Regions from separate parts of the Sus scrofa genome. Here all the other regions are linked to region 3. The links are chromatin contacts, called in public HiChIP or PLAC-seq maps. All regions are on one chromosome and are shown on one strand. Each heading gives the region's core, a stretch centred on a gene start, on an enhancer-like site or on the middle of the called end of the contact. The rest is flanking DNA. Distances are from core to core; before and after follow the strand shown. Region 1 holds the start of MFN2 (mitofusin-2). Region 2 holds the start of MIIP (migration and invasion inhibitory protein). Region 3 holds the start of DHRS3 (short-chain dehydrogenase/reductase 3). Region 4 holds the start of PLOD1 (procollagen-lysine,2-oxoglutarate 5-dioxygenase 1).

The links. HiChIP or PLAC-seq counts read pairs in DNA pulled down with a chosen protein or histone mark.
Region 1: an H3K27ac HiChIP or PLAC-seq map of alveolar macrophages shows a contact between it and region 3. The contact joins the promoter of MFN2 here to the promoter of DHRS3 in region 3. A contact is called at or near these places in 1 of 5 promoter capture datasets (fetal liver) and 1 of 2 datasets of contacts at active chromatin or transcription factors (alveolar macrophages).
Region 2: an H3K27ac HiChIP or PLAC-seq map of alveolar macrophages shows a contact between it and region 3. The contact joins the promoter of MIIP here to the promoter of DHRS3 in region 3. A contact is called at or near these places in 1 of 5 promoter capture datasets (fetal liver) and 1 of 2 datasets of contacts at active chromatin or transcription factors (alveolar macrophages).
Region 4: a contact with region 3 is called in an H3K27ac HiChIP or PLAC-seq map of alveolar macrophages. The contact joins the promoter of PLOD1 here to the promoter of DHRS3 in region 3. A contact is called at or near these places in 1 of 5 promoter capture datasets (fetal liver), 1 of 47 Hi-C or Micro-C datasets (retroperitoneal adipose tissue) and 1 of 2 datasets of contacts at active chromatin or transcription factors (alveolar macrophages).

Annotation. Positions count from the first base shown.
Region 1 is chr6:72,025,107-72,027,831 of Sscrofa11.1, forward strand. MFN2 (mitofusin-2) reads left to right here and starts at 1,406. Exons shown (of 19, transcript XM_021095349.1): 1 at 1,406-1,665.
Region 2 is chr6:72,063,365-72,066,349 of Sscrofa11.1, forward strand. MIIP (migration and invasion inhibitory protein) reads left to right here and starts at 1,334. Exons shown (of 10, transcript NM_001244704.1): 1 at 1,334-1,514.
Region 3 is chr6:72,597,900-72,600,835 of Sscrofa11.1, forward strand. DHRS3 (short-chain dehydrogenase/reductase 3) reads right to left here and starts at 1,334. Exons shown (of 6, transcript XM_021095382.1): 1 at 91-1,334. The coding sequence starts at 285.
Region 4 is chr6:71,986,626-71,989,326 of Sscrofa11.1, forward strand. It overlaps PLOD1 (procollagen-lysine,2-oxoglutarate 5-dioxygenase 1), which reads left to right and starts at 1,313. Exons shown (of 19, transcript XM_003127577.5): 1 at 1,313-1,960. The coding sequence starts at 1,885.

The DNA of each region.
Region 1 (2,725 bases), core at 156-2,655, 570 kb before region 3:
GGGTAAACCAGGGCTTTAGGAGTTCTGCATCATGAACAGGGGAAGGAGACCAAATATATAATTTGTTCTTCCCTTTTTAGGGCTGCACCTGCAGCTTATGGAAGTTCCCAGGCTAAGGGTTGAATTAGAGCTACAGCTGCCTGCCTATGCCACAGCCACAGCAATACCTGATCTGAGCTGTATCTTTGACCTCTGCCACAGCTCGTGACAATGCCAGATCCTTAACCCACTGAGTGGGGCCAGGGATCAAACCCGCTCCCTCATGGATGGATACTAGTCAAGTTCTTAAGCCACTGAGCCACAATGGAAACTCCTATAATGCTTATTATAAACCACAATATCGGAGTTCCTGTTGTGGATCAGCAAAAACAAACCCGACTAGTATCCATGTGGACATGGGTTCAATCTTTGGCCCTGCTCAGTGGGTTAAGGAATCGGTGTTGCTGTGAGCTGTGGTGTAGGTCGCAGATGCGGCTCGGATCCAGTGTTGCTATGGCTGTGGTGTAGGCCGGCAGCTGTTGCTCCGATTCGACCCCTAGCCTGGGAACTTCCATATGCCACAGGTGCAGCCCTAAAAAGCAAAAATAAAATAAATACAATACAATAAAAATAAATAAAATAAAATATTTTTTAAAAACCCACGATATCACAGCAAGCCACTTGTGTGGCTTTAGATTTTTTAGTAGCCACATTCTCAACAGTAAAAAGAAACTGGAGAACTTAATTTTAGCAGCATATTTTATTTAACCCAATTTATCCAAAATATTATTATTATACATGTAATCAATACACAAATATCAGTGAGATAGTTTACATTCTTTTTCCTACCAAGCCTTCCAGCCTTCCAGCACATCTCAGTTTGCACTGGCCACATTTCAGGATTTCATAGCAACACGTGGCTGGGTGGCTACCAGTCTGGACAGCGCAGGCTTAGAGCCTCCCCCGCTGTCCCTGAGGCCATCAAGAGACTGTTTACTGCTGTATCCCAGTGCCCGGCACATAATAAGGCTCCCAGTGATCTGCCATATGTGAGCTGGAATCATCTCCCCTCTGAGCCAACTGGTACTATTGTGAAGGTTCACGTGAAGTATGTTAGGTTCTCCTGCTCAGGGATGGTTGCTGTTCTTACTTCCTCAAAGTCAACTGAAGGGCGGCAGGCCAAGGCTTACTCTCTGTCTTTCTCTTGGGAGCTCTTTTCTAAAATTACCAAGCGCAAGCTGGATTCCAGAGCTGGCAGAAGCCTTAGGGTAAAACTCTAGAGCAACAAACGAAAGAGCGGGAACATCTAATGCAGGCCCTTGGTTTCTGTTCCCCTTGACAGCTCGAGGCCCCGCCCACCCCAGCCCCTGATCGGCGCCCAGCGGAACTACAGCCCCCATGATGCAGCGCGTGTCCTCGCGTGTGCGTCATCGGTTTGGGACGCCAGGGCGGTGAATAAACGAGTTGAGATGCTTCTCCAGGCGCTGAGCCAGAGGACCCCCTGACCCATAGGAACTAGTAGGGTCGAACACGCTGAGCTCAGAGTCCCCGGACTCACCGAGGTCAGAACGGCGAACCTGAGGCGGCTGGTGACTCGCGCGCCCTTCTCCTCCCGCCTGTCCCCGGGGTGGCGCTTGTTGGTGACGTCGGGGGTATGATGGCTGACAGGAGGCCGGGAAGGTGAAGGTGAGAGGGCGAGCACACTGGGCGGTGGGCCGGGGCCAGCCCAGCCCGGCGAGTCTTGAGTAGCCTGGCGTGCGCCAGTGGGACACCAGGTTCCCGGGGGCTCCGAATCCGGGCTGGCAGGCGCCCCCACGCTCCAGCCTCGCCGCCGGGCTCTCCGCGGCCCAGAGAGGAGGGGGCGGGACGCTGGACTGGGGGGGGGGAATCCCTGAGGCTACTTGTCACCCTTTGCTTGCTCACTCTTCACCGCCGCATTCCACCCCAACCCTTTCCCCATTTCTCATCCAGTTCTCTGTATTTGCCGGCACGTATTCAGCGCATGATAGGTGCCCACGTTCATCACTGTAGGTGCCCTGCTCCGACTTCCCCAAATTTGGGCACTTATTGCTCTCGCACAGTCGTCTCTTTACTTGTTTGGCTTCTAAATGAACGGTAAGCTCCGTTTGAAGGCAGGGACTGTTTTTTTATCCATCCCTAACTTTAATGCCTGGCACAAACACACACAGACGCAAGGCAGACAGAAGATGCCGAATAATTAGCTGCTTGGATCATGAGGCCAAAACTGCCATTCCCCTCTATTGTAAGTCTGTGTTGCCCTGTTCCTTTAATTCCTTTATTTTCTCTCTTTTCCTCCTCCCATTAGGGGCTCTGTCACCCTTTCCCTCTCCAAGGGTGGGGTGAGACAGATGCACCTAATAGAAAGCAAGGGAGCTTTGCAGTCACCAGGAGGGAGTATCTCAGTTGCAGCTTGGCCACTTAACTAGCATAACTCTTTGCACCACAGAATTGAGAATTAAGACATTTTACAGCATCTGGCAGGTGGAGGCTTTCAATAAGTTGCACTTCTGTGTCTCAACTCCACCCTCCCATCTCTAGTCCTCCATTCCACAGTCCTCAGCCCAGTCCCTGTCCTTGTTCTGCCCACTCCTCGCGCCTCTGGCTGTGCCTTTGCCAGGGTCCCTGCTTCTCCCCAGCACATGGCTGAACACGTGTTTGTGCACACCTAGGCTTGGCCCCACACCTGCGTGTTGTGTTTTTCCTCAGGGAACTTCCTCACATACCA
Region 2 (2,985 bases), core at 84-2,583, 530 kb before region 3:
GTAGGCCGGTAGCTACAGCTCCGATTGGACCCCTAGCCTGGGAACCTCCACATGCTGTGGGAGCGGCCCTAGAAAAGGCAAAAAGACAAAAAAAAAAAAAAAAAAAGGTTTGTCTTTTCTGGACATTTCACGTAACAAGAATCATTTAATATGTTTTTTTAGTATGTATGGCTTCTTTCACTTAGTGTAATGTTTGAGGCTCATCCACGTGGTAGCCTGGGTCAGTATTCCAGTCCTTTTTCTTGCCAAGTAGTTTCCACTGTCTGGATAGCTTTTTTAGTTTGTCCATTTATGAGTTGATGGACATTTGGGTTATTTCTCCTTTTTTGTGGCTATTAGGAATAATGCTGCCAGGAACATTCTTGTACAAGTCATTGTGTGGACACATTTTCATTTCTCTTGTGTAGATAGCTAGCAATGTAATTGCTGGGTCATACGGTCAATTTAAATTTATTTGTCTTTTTTTTTTTGGTCTTTTTGCCTTTTCTAGGGCCGCTTCTCGCGGCATATGGAGGTTCCCAGGCTAGGGCCACAGCAACACAGGATCCGAACCGCGTCTGCGGCCGACACCACAGCTCAGGGCAACGCCGGATCCTTAACCCACTGAGCGAGGTCAGGGATCGAACCTGAAACCTCATGGTTCCTAGTCGGATTCGTTAACCACTGAGCCACGACGGGAAGTCCCAATAATGCCCACCTTAAAGCACATTTATGAGGCTGGCATGCACTGGGATATGGACAATACCTGGTGAAAAGTAGGCATTCCCTATAAACTTGCCCATATTTTACAGACTGAGTCTTAAGTTATCCGTGTTCATATCTTACCCACTGTCTCCACTCGCCATGCTCCAGGCAAGGACCTCATCCCGGTGTTTAGTGCAGTGCCCCTTGGCACAAAATAGGCACAAACATTCGAAAGAAAGTATGGAAATCATGCGTCTCTAGCCGCCGCCTACCCTCCCGCTCGGAGTTGCATCGTTTGGCTCTGGAACGCAGACAGATCCAGACTCTGAAACTGCCGCCACTGAACACCAACTAGCCCGCGGCCTAGTCCTGACCAATGGGAGCTCGCCTCCCCAGGGGCCCGCCCCATTCTGACCTTCGATCGCTTGTACCCGACCTAGGAAGTCGACCAATTAGCTGTTGAGCTCCGTTGTTATCCCCGCCCCAATGTTGAAACTGCTGCTTCTGAAGGCGAAGTTACATTCGCGGGAGCGTCCCGCCTTCCCGCATCTGACCAATCAGGGAGGCCAGATAGGGCCCCGCCCCGGCCGGTGACGCATGGGGTGGGCGGGGCACAGCTCCCGGCCGCGCTGGCTGCTACTGGCTGGGCGTTGCCCGCGTTTCCTGGCGGTGAGTGCCGGGGCGGCAGGGTCAGGGATGCGGAGGAACGGCTCAGTTGGTTGCCCTCCGTTCGTCCTCATGGAGGGGCCGGGGCCCGCGATGGGAAAGAAGAGGGAGGCTGTCTCCCTCTTCCCAGTGTCCCGCTCCTGAGTTCTCCGGCACCACCTCTGGTACTCTTGCTGCCCGGTTTTCCTTTTGAATGTGGCCTTCCGGTTGCGGTGGCACAGCTTTAGCTCTCCAGAACGCGGCCGGAGCTGGAGGAGGGCAGATAGGCTGTTCTCTTTAACCCCGTGCGAAAACGGAGACCCTTGAGTATAGGTCTAGCCCAGAAACACTTGGTCAGATAAGGGTGGGGGCCGGGACTCCTGGTCCTGGGAATCAGGCTGTTTGCTCCCCTTGTCTGCACTCCGGCGGAGTGGTCTCCTCGAATCTCCACTGCCCCCCACTTAACTGCACGGGTATAGGTGGGGGCGGGTCCAGTGTAGTCTGGCTTCTCTGCTCCGGGCAGGGCTGGTTTCTGAGAGTAGGGGATCTGACTGAATCCAGTGTTAGAAAGGAATAACGTGTACTGGGGGGAGACTGGGTTTCTGGTTGGAGGAGTCTGGGCTTGAGGCTCAGAGGGAAGAGGAAGCCCCTTCCCCTAGCTTGCAGAAATCTTTTCCGGATTAGGGTGTATCCCTGAGCCTGGATGGGGTGAGGGGGGAGGCAGCTTCCACACTCCTGGGGAAAGAAAGGCTGGAGCCAGATTTGGATTCAAAATCTGACTTTGGCACTTACTAGCTGTGTGACTTGGGCCAAATTGCTTAACTCCTCTGAACTTTGGTTTCTTCATTTGTAAAAATAAAAGGAGGGAGTTCCCGTCATGGCTCAGTGGAAATGAATCTGACTAGCATCCATGAGGACTTAGGTTCAATCTCTGGCCTTGCTCAGTGGGTTAAGGATCCCACGTTTCTGTGAGCTGTGGTGTAGGTTGAAGACATGGCTTGGATCCTGTATTGCTGTGGTTGTGGTGTAGGCCGGCAGCTACAGCTCTGATTCGACCCCTAGCCTGGGAACCTCCATATGCCGCAGGTACGGCCCTAAAAATGCAAAAAAAAAAAAAAAAAAAAAAAAAAAGGAAGAAGAAAGCAGGGTAGGAGAGAGGAAAGAGTCCCTTCTGAAGTCTGATTTGTGTTAAATCCAAAAGTTATAATGCTTGGAGTTCCTTCTTTGGTGCAACGGGATCTGAGGCGTCTCTGCACCACCAGGACACAGGTTTGATCCTCCACTCGGCACAGGGGTTAAAGGATCCAGTGTTGCCCCAGCTTCATTGTAGGTCGCAACTGTGTCTTAGATCTGATCCTTGGCTGGGTAGCTTCCATAGGCTGGGAAGTGGCTAAAAAAGAAAAAAAAAGAAAAAGCTTTAATGCTTTATTTACATTTGTGGGCTTGCCCTAATTGTCTTAGATAACTAGTTATGGGAGTTCCCTGGTGGCCTGGTAGTTAAAGGATCTGGTATTATCACAGCTGTGGCTCAGATCACTGCTGTGGCGCAGGTTCCATCCCTGGCATGGGAACTTCCCCATGCCTCGGGCACAGCCACAAACAAACAAACAAACACTTGTAGTTAAGGTCGTTGCAGGTTCCATCCCTGGCATGGGA
Region 3 (2,936 bases), core at 84-2,583:
CTGGCAGCGGTGGCAGGTGGGCGCACCCCCTACCCCCGAGGTCGCCCTCGCCTTCAGCCCCCACCCCCTGGAGTTGCGGTGCCCCGGTACCTTTCTGGCGCCGCGTTCTGCGAACTCCCTAGCGAGCTGGCGCCCGATGCCTCTCCCGCCGCCGGTGATGAGGACGTTTTCCCGCGACAGGTCCCGCAGCTTGGCGGGCAGCACCAGTCCGATGGCAGCTTTCACCACCAGATAGATCATCTGCAGAGGGAACACTACCAACGCTCCCAGCCATTTCCACACCATCCTCCGCGCCGCGGAGCCGGGCAGGGGTGGGGGGGCGAAACTCCCCGGACCGAACAAAATAGGACTTAAAAAAGAAAATACCCCCCCAACAATAATAAATAAACCAAATAAGGGGGAAGAGAGGCGTCCCACCTGGCCACTCTAGAAATCACCTCTTCCCAAATGCAAAGCAAGCATCGGGTGGGAAAAGGGGAAAAAAAAAAAAAAAAGAGAGAGAGAGAGAGAGAAAGAGATAAATCCTCGGGAGGAGAAAAAGCGTCTCAGAAGGTTGGGACAGTAAGAGAGGTGGAGGGGAAGCCGGAGGTGGAAAGTTCTAACAAGAACTTTCTTGCCCCAGCAGCCGTTTCGGCTGGGGAATTCTCAGGTAATGTTTACAGGCTGACAGAGGAGTTTAGGCAGGGAAGGAAAAAAAAAAAAAAAAAAAAAAAAAAAAGCACCAACCACACGCGCGCACCCTGCTACAGTCCCGCGGTTTCAAAGTGCAAGACTAAAAAAAAAAAAAGAGCTGTTTCCAAATTGCAGCGCCCCCCACCCCTTCTTCAGGGGAAAAAACAGTGTGTGTGCTGGGGGGCGGGGGGGGGGAAGTGCTTGTAGCTCCCAATTTCAGTCCGCAAAAGTCTCCCGTCTCATTGCTATTCTTGGGCTCAGGAAATTGCTTAAAAGCGATCTGATTGCCAGCAACGTGCAGGAGAAGTGGGGGGTCCGGGTGTCAGTTTCTTTACGTGCATGGCTCGCCCTCGCGCGCGCTCGCTCTCTCCGGCTCCCTCCCTCCCTCTCTCTTCCAGCGGAGCCTGGGAGTTGCCGCTCGATCCGGCTCCCTCTCTCTCCCTTGTAAGCATTTATTGCCTTCTTTTTGTCCTTTCCAACTTGGAGAGGGCCCGGGTGCGGAGCGCGCGTGGATCGGACTCCCTCTTCTCCGGCGCCTTATCCATTCGCTCCCGGGGCAGCCGCGGAGAGGAGCAAGAGGGCGCCCCCCCCCCATTTTTTTAAATACTCCATTAAGTCTGATTGACAGTTAAAGTTGTTCAGAGGCTTCACTACCGTTCCTGTGAGTGGCTGCCGCGGGCTCCCCTCCCCCTACGCAGTCTCGGGGCGCGCGCGCGGGCGCGCACTCGGGCTCGCTCCGACTCGCGCTCTCCCCCGGCCGGCTCCCCGTCTCTGCAGGCCAGGGCTTGCCGGCAGTGTCCCTGAGGGCTCGCCGCCGCAACTCACACGCCGGAACCGACTCCTGCGAGCCGGCTCCCTCCTTGAGACATTCCTCCCTGCCTGGGATGCGATCTCCCCGAACAGAGGCGCCCGCAGGCCAGGTGACCCCCTCTGCGTGCTGGGCAGGCCCAGAGGAGCTCGCGCTCGCCTCAAGCCATCAGGTCGCCCAGGGTTTATTTCAGATCCTTTGGCCATCCCCTGCTTCCAGGTAGGACCAGGAAGCCACTTCCGACCTTTGCCCAGAGGCCTCCTGTCTTAACTTTAGAGTGCACTTTCTAAACATGCCCCGAGTTGTTCAAGTAGCTGGGGTGGGGGGGAGCAGCTGGGGAGTAGGGTTTTGCTTTGAGGGGCAGGGGGTGGGCAGGGTAAAGGAACCTCTGCCCCCAAGGTGCCAATAAAATCCCTGAAAGATTAGCTGGGAGCGTATTTATTGCTCATCTGGGCTAGAATTACCTTGACTGACAGCAATTTCCTTAATAACAAAGGCCTGTAAACAAAATGTGCTAAACCAGTGCCCCCTGTGCTGTGCAGGCAGAAACTCCTCTCTTTGGGGCACCCACCTTGGCACCTCCTGTTTTCCCCCCAAACAAGAAGGTCTCCCCTGTTGGGGCTGGGCCCGCTGGGGTGTGTGTGTGTGTTGGGGGGACCTGACTCTATTTAGAGTTGTCTGTTGCAGGAAGTCTGGGAGGTGAGTCACTAAAAAGCAGTCCCAGCTAAAAGTGCTGATGGGACTTGCCTCCTGCTGCCCCTGATGTCCCAGGCCAGGAGGAGAGAGGGTGGGCCAGGCAGGTGCCCTGTAATCTGGGGCAGCCCTTCTCCAGCAAGAGGCTTGTTCAGACGCGGAGTGCTGGGCCTCACCGTGCCCCAGACGTTCTGATTCAGCAGTGCTGGGTGTGCTGGAATCAGTGCTCTGCCTGCACGATCTGCTGAGCATCTGGTGAGAAAGGCGTATTTGGGGGAGGGGGTGGCTGGGGTTTACCTCCTCCCTGGGCTGCAAAGACCCTTTAGTTCGCAGGCCTGGTGTGAGGGGGGGTGTTCTACAGGCCGGCTCATCCTTCCAGGTGAATTGGGAAAATCGTTATCTGGACCACTGGAAGAGCTAGAAGGGTTTGGGAGAGGGGCTGGATGAGAAACTGAGGGCTTAGATTCTGAAATTTAATCTTCCCACTGACCTGAAAGGGGTATCATTAACCCCATCTGCCAGGTAGTGTGGGAGGGAGGGATCCAAGTCCAGACCGGATTCCTCTTCCCACCCCACCCCACCCGGGACCCTCCTGCCTCCCTTCTCCTGCCTCCATGCAAGCCTCCAAAAGTAGGACCGAAAGGCAGGCCATGAGCTTTACAGACTCAGGCCACGGCTAAAGGCTAAAGGCAGGACTCTGTCAAAGTGATGGCCTCCTCCCACTTTGGAGGCCTGTAAAATGGGAAAAAAAAAAAAAAAAAAT
Region 4 (2,701 bases), core at 63-2,562, 610 kb before region 3:
GTGGGCAACATGGCCTGAGTCAGAGCTTTGAAAACTGAGCCAGCCGACACATGCTCCGACTCTTCCCCTCTGCTTATCCTTTCATTTCCTCCTTGGAGGAGCTGGAATTTCAGTCTGCAGGCTCCTGCATGCAAAAACATCCGGTTGACTCTGGCACCAAATCCTGTCCCCAGCTGCAAAAACCACCCCCACCCCTGAGTTCCAGGTCCCAGATGGGTGGCTCTGGATTGCATTCATGTCTCTTCACTTTAGTTGCCTTTTGACCTTGACCGTGCTGCTGGGTACCCCCCCCCCCGCCCCCCAGGCCTCACTTTTACCGTCTTTACGGTAACAAATCTCTCTACAATGAGATGACCTCCTTGGTGGCCAGGGGTTGTACCTACCTTCAAACAAGAACATGTGTTGGCTTTGTTTGGACTGTATATGGTGTATATTCGTTGCTCACTGATAACCAGGACGTTTCTCTTCCCTCCGCCACCCAGGTTTGTACTCACTACCCACCTCTCTGGAGCCTAACTTGCTGAAAATAGGCCCCCACACCTCTGTTTCAGGGTCTCTTCCAAGGAAGGGAGTTTTGGGAGTTTTGCTGTTGTTGTTTCTCAAGAGATGGTTGCCTCTAGCTGACCTCTGCTCCAGGAGTTCTCATTCTAAAAACCATTGAGTTCTTTGTTGGGCCTTGAAGATCCACATCTGTGAAAAGACCCTAAATGGTTCCTTTCTTTCTTCCTCTTTTTTTTTTTTTTTAAATTTTTGTCTTTTCAGGGTCGCACCTGTGGCATATGGAGGTTCCCAGGCTAGGGGTCTAATCGGAGCTGTAGCCACCGGCCTATGCCACCGCCACAGCAATGTGGGATCCGAGCTACGCCACAGCTCACGGCAATGCCGGATCCACTGAGTGAGGCCAGGGATCGAACCTGCAACCTCATAGTTCCTAGTCAGATTCGTTTCTGCTGCGCCACGATGAGAGCACCTCTTCCCCTTTTTCTTTCTTTCTTTCGCTTTGTGGGATGCAGAAGTTCCTGTGCCTGGAATGGAACCTGTGCCACAGCAGTGACCCAAGCCATAGCAGTGACCACATCAGATCCTTAATTGCTAGGCCACCAGGGAACACTTTTTCATTCATTCATTCATTCAATGGGACCTCATGAACAAGACCTTCCCTGGATGGGAGATTACCTTTGCCTCCCGGGGACAAAAAGGCAGACTAAGTGAGTCTCTTTTTGCAAGGATGGTGTGTGTGTGTGTGGAGGGGGGGGTCATGTGCTTTCTTCACTTCCAGCAGCCAGGAGCCGCTCCGCAGGGGTGTGGATGCTTCTGAACACATTGCTGCCCTGCCTCACCCACTCCAGGCTCAGACCCTGATAGCCATGGCCCTGGCCAAGGACTCAGGAAATCTCATGAACTGAGATTTAGAGGGTTTATCAAGGCGCTGTTCTAAACGCACTGCAGGTAACGATGTCATTAATCCGCGCATAGAGTCCGAGGAATAGATGCCATTATAAATCCCACTTCTCCGGGGCGAAACTGAGGCTCAGGATACCATCCAGCCTTGGCTCGGAGTCTGGGGTATGGAAATTGTTGCCTCGCCCCCATCTCCCCTTCTCTTCCTGGTCGGAGTGCAGCCCCCTGGAGAAAGGTGGGAGGAAGTCGGCGGCGGCAGGACCCGGGAGCCGCAGAGACAGGCCGGAGGGAGCTGCCCGGACTCGGAGAGGCCGCGGGTTCGGGCGAGTCTGCAGAAAACCCTTCCCCCAGGCGGTGGGGGCGGGGCGACACCGCCCCCGGGGCGGGCCCAGTGCGTGGCAGCGGGATCACCGGCCCCGTCGCGAAGTTTCCAGCTTTTTTGCGAGAGCCGCTGGATCAGCCGGACGTCCCCAGGCCCTGGCCATGCGGCTCCTGCTACTTCTGGCCCCACTGGGCTGGCTGCTTCTGACCGAAACGAAGGGTGACGCCAAACCGGAGGGTGAGGACCCGAGGCCCGGAGCGGGAGAGAGGGATGGGGGTGGGGGAGGGCTGGGCTGGGGGCCGTCTCGGTTAGGACCCATCGGTATGGGAGGCCTGGGCTTCGGAGGGTTTCTGAGTTCAGACTCCATGTCCACTGACTCGCTGGTGACTTGGACAAAACACTTCCCTCTTAGGGTTGGGGTTCCCACAGTCGCTCAGCTGGAAGGGCCAAAGTCCCGTTCAGTCCCAGAGGGGCAAGTAATATGACCGCTGGTAATAATGACAGTAGCTACTCTTTACAGAGCACTCGCTCTGAGTCAGGCATCAGTTTAGCAGGATCACATCCTTAAGATGTGCATCCTTCCATTCCCATTTTCCAGCTGGGCAAACTGAGGCCCTAGAGTCGGTTCACTTGCCCAGGGTCACACAGCATGTGGGCTTTGGAACCAGGATTCACACCCAGGCCTCACCACCTGGGGGTGAGGGGCCCCTGGGCAGGGGTAGGGGTGGGAGGGGTGGCTCACAATGGGGAGCCGTCTGACCTTCACCTGTGTCCTCTGTGGTCTGCTCTGCCCCTGCCAGGTGGGTCTTCCCCTCTCTGGGTTGCACCTGAGGAAACTAAGGCCCAGGCAGGTGTGGTGGCTGCCCAGGTTGTCCAGCTTTGGAGAGGGTGGTCTCAGATCTGGTGCACTCTGCGCCTCATGCTCCTTCTGCATCCTCAAGGCAGCTTGGGTTTCAAAGTGTGTCCCAGTATCCTGGG